Regions from separate parts of the Mus musculus genome. Here region 1 is linked to region 2. The links are chromatin contacts, called in public Hi-C maps. All regions are on one chromosome and are shown on one strand. The core of a region is the stretch at or near the end of the contact, and the rest is flanking DNA. Distances in the headings are between cores, read along the strand shown.

Region 1 (2,891 bases), core at 205-2,704, 110 kb before region 2:
AGAGAATGATGCAATATTACACTAGCAAGTGATGTCATAGCATTAGTTCCCAAGTCATTTACATAAATGCGAGTTCCCAAGAAACCCTGAGAAATGCCACAGGGAATGCAGGGGGAGGAACCAAGGGAGATCGAGGGGAGGGGAGGAAGCCTGTATTTTCCTGACTATCACTGTGATAAACTTCACTGACTTCCTGGAAGCCAGAGAAACAGCAAAAATCAACCAAGCAGACAAAATCCCTTCTTAGTGGCCCTTTAATCTAGTGGCTCCCTTAGGTAGCAGGTTCACAAAGCTTTGATTTTCTTCATTATTTTTTCACTCCTTGTGATACCCAGGTATTGTCCACTGAAACTGACAGTCACTCTTCAAGTGGTGAAGCAAGTTTAGTAGTGACATAGGCTACCTAAGAGCTCCACATTCTAAAATGGCCTGCCCACCTCATTATAATTTAGAGCAAATCCTCTAATTTTTAAAATTAGAAGCAATGAGATGCAATTCTCAGAGTCAGTCTTATCTAAATGTCAAGGAAATACATTTGCTGGTGATGGGCGTGATTTATGAATGAAGTCAGGTGGAGAGCAAACACCAAGACTTCAGTTTTATTTTGAGCCTAAATAATGAAACACTTATTCATAAAGACATTTTCTTTAGATGTGAGGGTGTGGGGATTAGGGCTTACATATTGTTCCCTAGTATAAGTTAACAAAGGGAGTTCATGACAATGTCTAGTTGGACCAAACTCAGAAGAGGCTGGTAAGCTTTTATTGATTAAAAGATAAAAAACCAGATCAGAGTGCTCCAGGTTAGATCAGTCCCTCAGCACCTTCCTGTCTTCTCTGCTTCCATTCCTTAATAATCCCCATTCACCAAAATGTAATTAAACAAATCCAAAGTCTCCTTCTATAGACAGAAATCCAAGCAGTGCACAACATGCTTAGAGACTCGGGATTAGAGGCTTTCTCAACTGCAGAAGGTGTTTAAGAGCGTTACAAAATCACATCACATTTGGCATAGACCAAAACCAATCAACAAGACCCAACCCTTCCATCCACACAGCACCAGGCTCCGTGGAAGCATAGTCTGGACCCTCACATATTTCCAACAACAATTAAAACTATTTTTCTTCCCCTCCATTGCCTCTATTTCCCCCCCAACACATGTCAGGACATTAGAAGCAGATCATTCAGAGCCAGTGAGAGGAATTTGTAAGTACCTTCCAAGCAGCAGGTCCTCCACAACCCGGAGTGGGTCATTACTTCTTCATTCTTCCTGCTGGTTTCATTGTCACTTGTAGATTTAGTCCTGCACACACCTCTGGAATATAGCCAGTAGTCCGTGCCCACTGCAATGGTCATTAAACTAAAAGCTGCGAAGGCTCCTACAGTAGTGATCAACATCTGGATACCTCTGTCACACATCCTCATAATTCTTCATGGTACTCTGAACGGCTGGGGGTTGGAGGGGTAGATTCAGTGACAGACGGGAGAATCACTCTGCAGCTGGGTAACCTAGGACGGCCTCTTCCAAAAATCCAGATCTCCTTTTGTCAGCATCCACGGGGACTTTGGGAAAGCTGGGATTTCCTGTCTTGGGCTCTCTCCAGTTCCCCGAGTCCTCTATGGCCCTCGGGAGGGTGCGGGCTCCAGGGGGTTGGTCCACATCACTGCCGCGGTCAGAGGATTCCTGGGTTGCTTTCATTCCTCAGGAGCTTGGTGAGGACTAGCGTTTGTGCAGGGCATGGCTTCGGAGCTTGGAGCTGCCAGCTTGGTTTGAGATGCGCCTGGTTTCTCACAGCCCCGAGAGACTCAAGGCAAAAGAAACCCAGAGAGGTCTGGTGTGTGAGCGTGTGAGCGTGTGTGCGTGTGTGCGCGCGTGTGTGTGAGTGTGTGTGTACGTGTGTATGTGTGTGTGTGCGTGTGTATGTGTGTGTGAGTGTGTGTTTGTGTGTGTGTGCGCGCGTGCGTGCGTGTGTGCGAGCGCGTGTGCTGGGGGTGAGGGCGGATGGCAAAAAATAGCTCTGCTGGGAGGCGAGTCGCTGAGAAGAGTGTTCACTGCTTCCCCAGCCTCCCAGGAAAGCTCTCCGCCTGCTCTCCACACCCCCGCGCAAACTGGAGAAAAGGGAGAGTCCTGGGGCGGGGGCCGGCCACTTGCGTCGGAGAGCTGAGGTCCGTGGTGCTGAGCGGACAGCTCCTCTCCTGTTGCCCAGCCTCCCACTTCTCAAGGCCGGGTCGTTGGAGGTCCGTGGTGCTGAAGGGACAGCTCCCCTTGCCGCTGCACCGTTCCTCGTGGTCCTAGTCTAGGAACTCCGGGTGCTGAAGGGTCCCTTCCCTAACACTCTCCTAGTGCGTTCCTAGAGCCAGCCAGCCAGCTCAGCTCTGCGTACTCAAGCCCACAACCAAGCAAAGTTTCGGGAGCCCAGGGCAATCAGCATCAGGGCTTCAGGGCACTGCAGTACGGCGGATCCGGCTCCTCAGAGGGAAGGGTTAAGGACAAGGGCCCACAGCGCACTCTGGCGCGCGCGTTATCTCAGAGCCCACCCCACGCAGCATTCTCTAATCAACCCTCCTCCTCATCCCTGAGCCCAATGAGCCAGGCAACTTTGCTCTTTGCTGCAGGAGTCCACTAGGGAGACAGAAGCCGGGAAAGATCTAATCTTTTTAAAGGGATGGGAGACTGACTGGTGGCTCACTTGGGTGGGCAAAATGTTGTCTATGTGTATTTGTCTCAATTTCATTCCTCAGAAAACAAACCAATATGTCTACCCTCCTGTCTCCGGAGCTCAGATTTACACAGGAGACAGTGTGCTTACATCAGACCCAGAACCATTCATATGTATATGTGAACATATATACCTCTAAAGGGCTGAAGGAACTAAATGTACCTAAACTGTT
Region 2 (2,956 bases), core at 140-2,639:
CAGATAAAATTTCTTTATAAAATAAAAATAAATATAAATCTCTTTAATAAAGCATGGGTCTGTGACAGAAATGAGCTGGTTTTCATGCCAGGGGTCAAGGTAGCAGGTGCATCCAGAATTCAACATTTTTATTTCATTATTACTTTTATCGAGTGTGCAATATTTATGTGTGTGCAGATACACATGAACATGTATGTGGAGGCCAGAGGACTGTCTGGGGAGTTAATTCGCAGGAACTGTCCGTTTTCGTTAGTTGGCTTTAGAAGAACACACGTCATCCTTATTTGGCAGGCCTGCTTATATAGACGTCCATGTGAGGAAACATGGAAGGGCTGTGGCACACTGTGTGAGCTCCTCTGGAGGCTACACGGTGACTGTCAGTATCACCACAGTGTCCTCTCTGCAGAAAGTCCAGCTGATGTTCTCTGTGAGATGCTTGCTTTCTACATTTTTTTAAACTTTGTTTTGCTTTATTTTTGAGACACAGTCTCTCTCTATCTCCAGTCCTGGCCAGTCTCAAACTTGTGATCCTTCTGCCTCAGTCTCCAGAATGCTGGAATTATAGACAAAGTCTCACCATGTAGCCCTTGCTGGTCTGAAACTCAATGTGTGGTCAGGATGACCTTAAAATAAATCGTAGAGATCTGCTTGCCTCTGCCTCCTGAATGCTAGAATTAAAGGGCATACTGGTACCTTTTTGTTTTTTGAGACAGGATCTCTGACTGGTCTAGCTCACCAGGGATCCACCTGTCCCTACTTTCCATCTCTCAGATTACAAGTGTACTTCCCCAGACCCAGATTTTTGCCTGATTGCTAGACATGGAACTCGCGTAGTTGAGTTTACAAGGCAAGCACTTTTAGCGACTGCTATCTGTGCAGCCTCTAAACCTTTTTAAACGATGCTGTGATGTCATGCTTTAGGTTTAATCTAGCTGAATTTTTACCCTCTAGACAGACAAAGCTAGAAAATGTGAAGGAAGTTTAGAACTGAGGTCCTTGCTGCCTGGTCATATCTGGCTCCTGCAAATTCATTAAACAAAGGCCACTGTAGAATGGGAGAGACAGCTTCCACTGGCGGTAAGAAAAAGGTAGAGAATGAACAAGAAGACTTAAACCTGAGACTGTTGCCTGTGTTCCTCATGAGGATGCTTGATTGGGTCTAATATGAAAGGCTTAACTGAGTTACAGTAGAAATATATATAAGTATTATCTCTACCCTCGAGGCTACATCACCTCTCATTACTGACATTATTAGGAATGCACGGGTCGGTAATAGTTACTGAAGGTTTCTTTTGAGCTAAAAATAAATGTTAGTTAACTTGGAAGACCTTACACTAAGGGAAACAAGCCAGACACAGAAGGACAAAAACTACAGGCTCTTACAGGGAGTCTAAACATCCTCAAACTACAAAGGAGCTGAGAGAGGTTCTTTGGCGAATGGGGGCAGGGGGAGGGTACGGGCAGTGGGGGGATGGGGAGACGCTTACAACTTCAGTTATAAGGTTTGAGAGATTTAATGTATGCCACATACAAAGTCCTGGAATGTGTTCTTGAAATTTGCTAAGAGAAGCCTTAAGTGTTCTTCTAAGAAAGAAAGAAAAAGAAGGAAACAGAAAGGACTGAGAGTAGAGATGCCTAATAAATAAATAAACTTTGCAACATGTCTGGCTTAGTTATTTCTTTGAGTTGTATGTTAAGCCTGACAAAAGCTAGACGGTTAAAATAGAAGCAGGTTTAATTTGACCGTTTTGTAGATGGTTCTCAGGAAAACAAGCCAGTAATTGATGCCTTTTACCAAAAGACAATGAGACGAAACCCTTAAGGGTCTGTCATTCATTTAAACAATTAGGTGGCACAAAGAAAGCCTGTTTCTTTATAATCAGATCTGCCTTGTTAGCCTAAAACGGCTGTGTTGTTGACATGACAGACCACTGCTGCTGGAGCCTGCTGCTTCTCTGGGGCAGGAGTGGATCACACTGAGTACCATGGATGCTGTGAGGGTCACTGGGTTTCACTCCACTCCCTCTGCTGCATGACTGCAAGTCTCTCACTGCTGGAGCCCCCTATATCTGTATCCCTAAACTGGAGATAATGATAACCCTACCTCATTAGACCATGCTGCAAATTAAATGAGCAACACCAGAAATATTCACATGCACTCCCAGGGCTCAGAAGTAGAGGACAGATTTCTGCAACAGGGCTTTGCGTGGTCAGTACACAATGCACAGCACAACACTGGGGGAGATGGATGAGGTGAAGCAAGCCACGCCTCCTCTAACCCTATGTATCATCCTCATTTGACTATCTCAAGTATCTCCTCTGGGTATTAGATGGTTGCAGACCTCTGGTTTCTGCTATCATGATTTTTGTAGGAAAAGTTAAAGATGTGAGATTAGAACATCGCTGTGAATCTCTGATGTTGTATGAAGGGATGCATGCATGGCAGGAGAGGAAAAATGGAAGCTCCATAGTTGGACTTGAGAGTCCAATTTTCCTGTTTCTCACACACACACCCCCACCTTTGTGGTGTTAAGCATCAAATCCGTCACTCTTGGCATGCCCGTGCAATTGCCTAACTACAGAGCTACATTCCTAGCCCTTGAGTTTTGTGAGTTTTGTGGCCTTGAACTTGTGATCTCTTGAGATCTGGCTTTTCAGACATGTACCACCATGCCTAGATCATTAAACCCTGTGCAGAGTTTTTGATCATGAGCCCCAGGGCCCTTCAGTAATATGGCCTGATTTAATATGTGGTATTGTCCCTTAAAGAATCAGGCAGTGTGTAAAAGAATATATAGGCCAAAAGGAAAGTCTTCCTTTGATCTGTGGGCCAGAGAGGTTAGTTATTCCTACTCTCTTGTTAGAGCCCTTGTCCACACCAAATACACCCGCTCTCAGAAAGTATGTCCTTATTATTCTGCCTGTATGGCTGTCTCTTCCTCTTGGGCACAGGAAA

The links. A called contact is a pair of places that touch in the nucleus more often than the background predicts.
Region 1: a contact with region 2 is called in a Hi-C map of the N1E-115 cell line, with 4 times the contacts expected there. The contact joins the promoter of Cacng3 here to the enhancer-like site in region 2. A contact is called at or near these places in 5 of 39 promoter capture datasets (cranial neural crest, embryonic stem cells, liver and 1 more), 6 of 484 Hi-C or Micro-C datasets (the N1E-115 cell line, embryonic stem cells and liver) and 2 of 9 other capture datasets (adipose tissue and embryonic stem cells).

The regions. Positions count from the first base shown.
Region 1 is chr7:122,670,307-122,673,197 of GRCm38.p6, reverse strand. It overlaps Cacng3 (calcium channel, voltage-dependent, gamma subunit 3), which reads right to left and starts at 1,454. Exons shown (of 4, transcript NM_019430.2): 1 at 1,214-1,454. The coding sequence starts at 1,424.
Region 2 is chr7:122,557,569-122,560,524 of GRCm38.p6, reverse strand. The region is part of intron 9 of Prkcb (protein kinase C, beta); the gene reads right to left. Among named protein-coding and RNA genes, the nearest start is that of Cacng3, 110 kb to the left of the region's middle. Within about 2 kb of position 1,389, at least 16 of the 459 cell types and tissues checked have an H3K27ac peak or open chromatin away from gene starts, as enhancers often do. A contact at or near this core is called in the N1E-115 cell line, where this site is marked.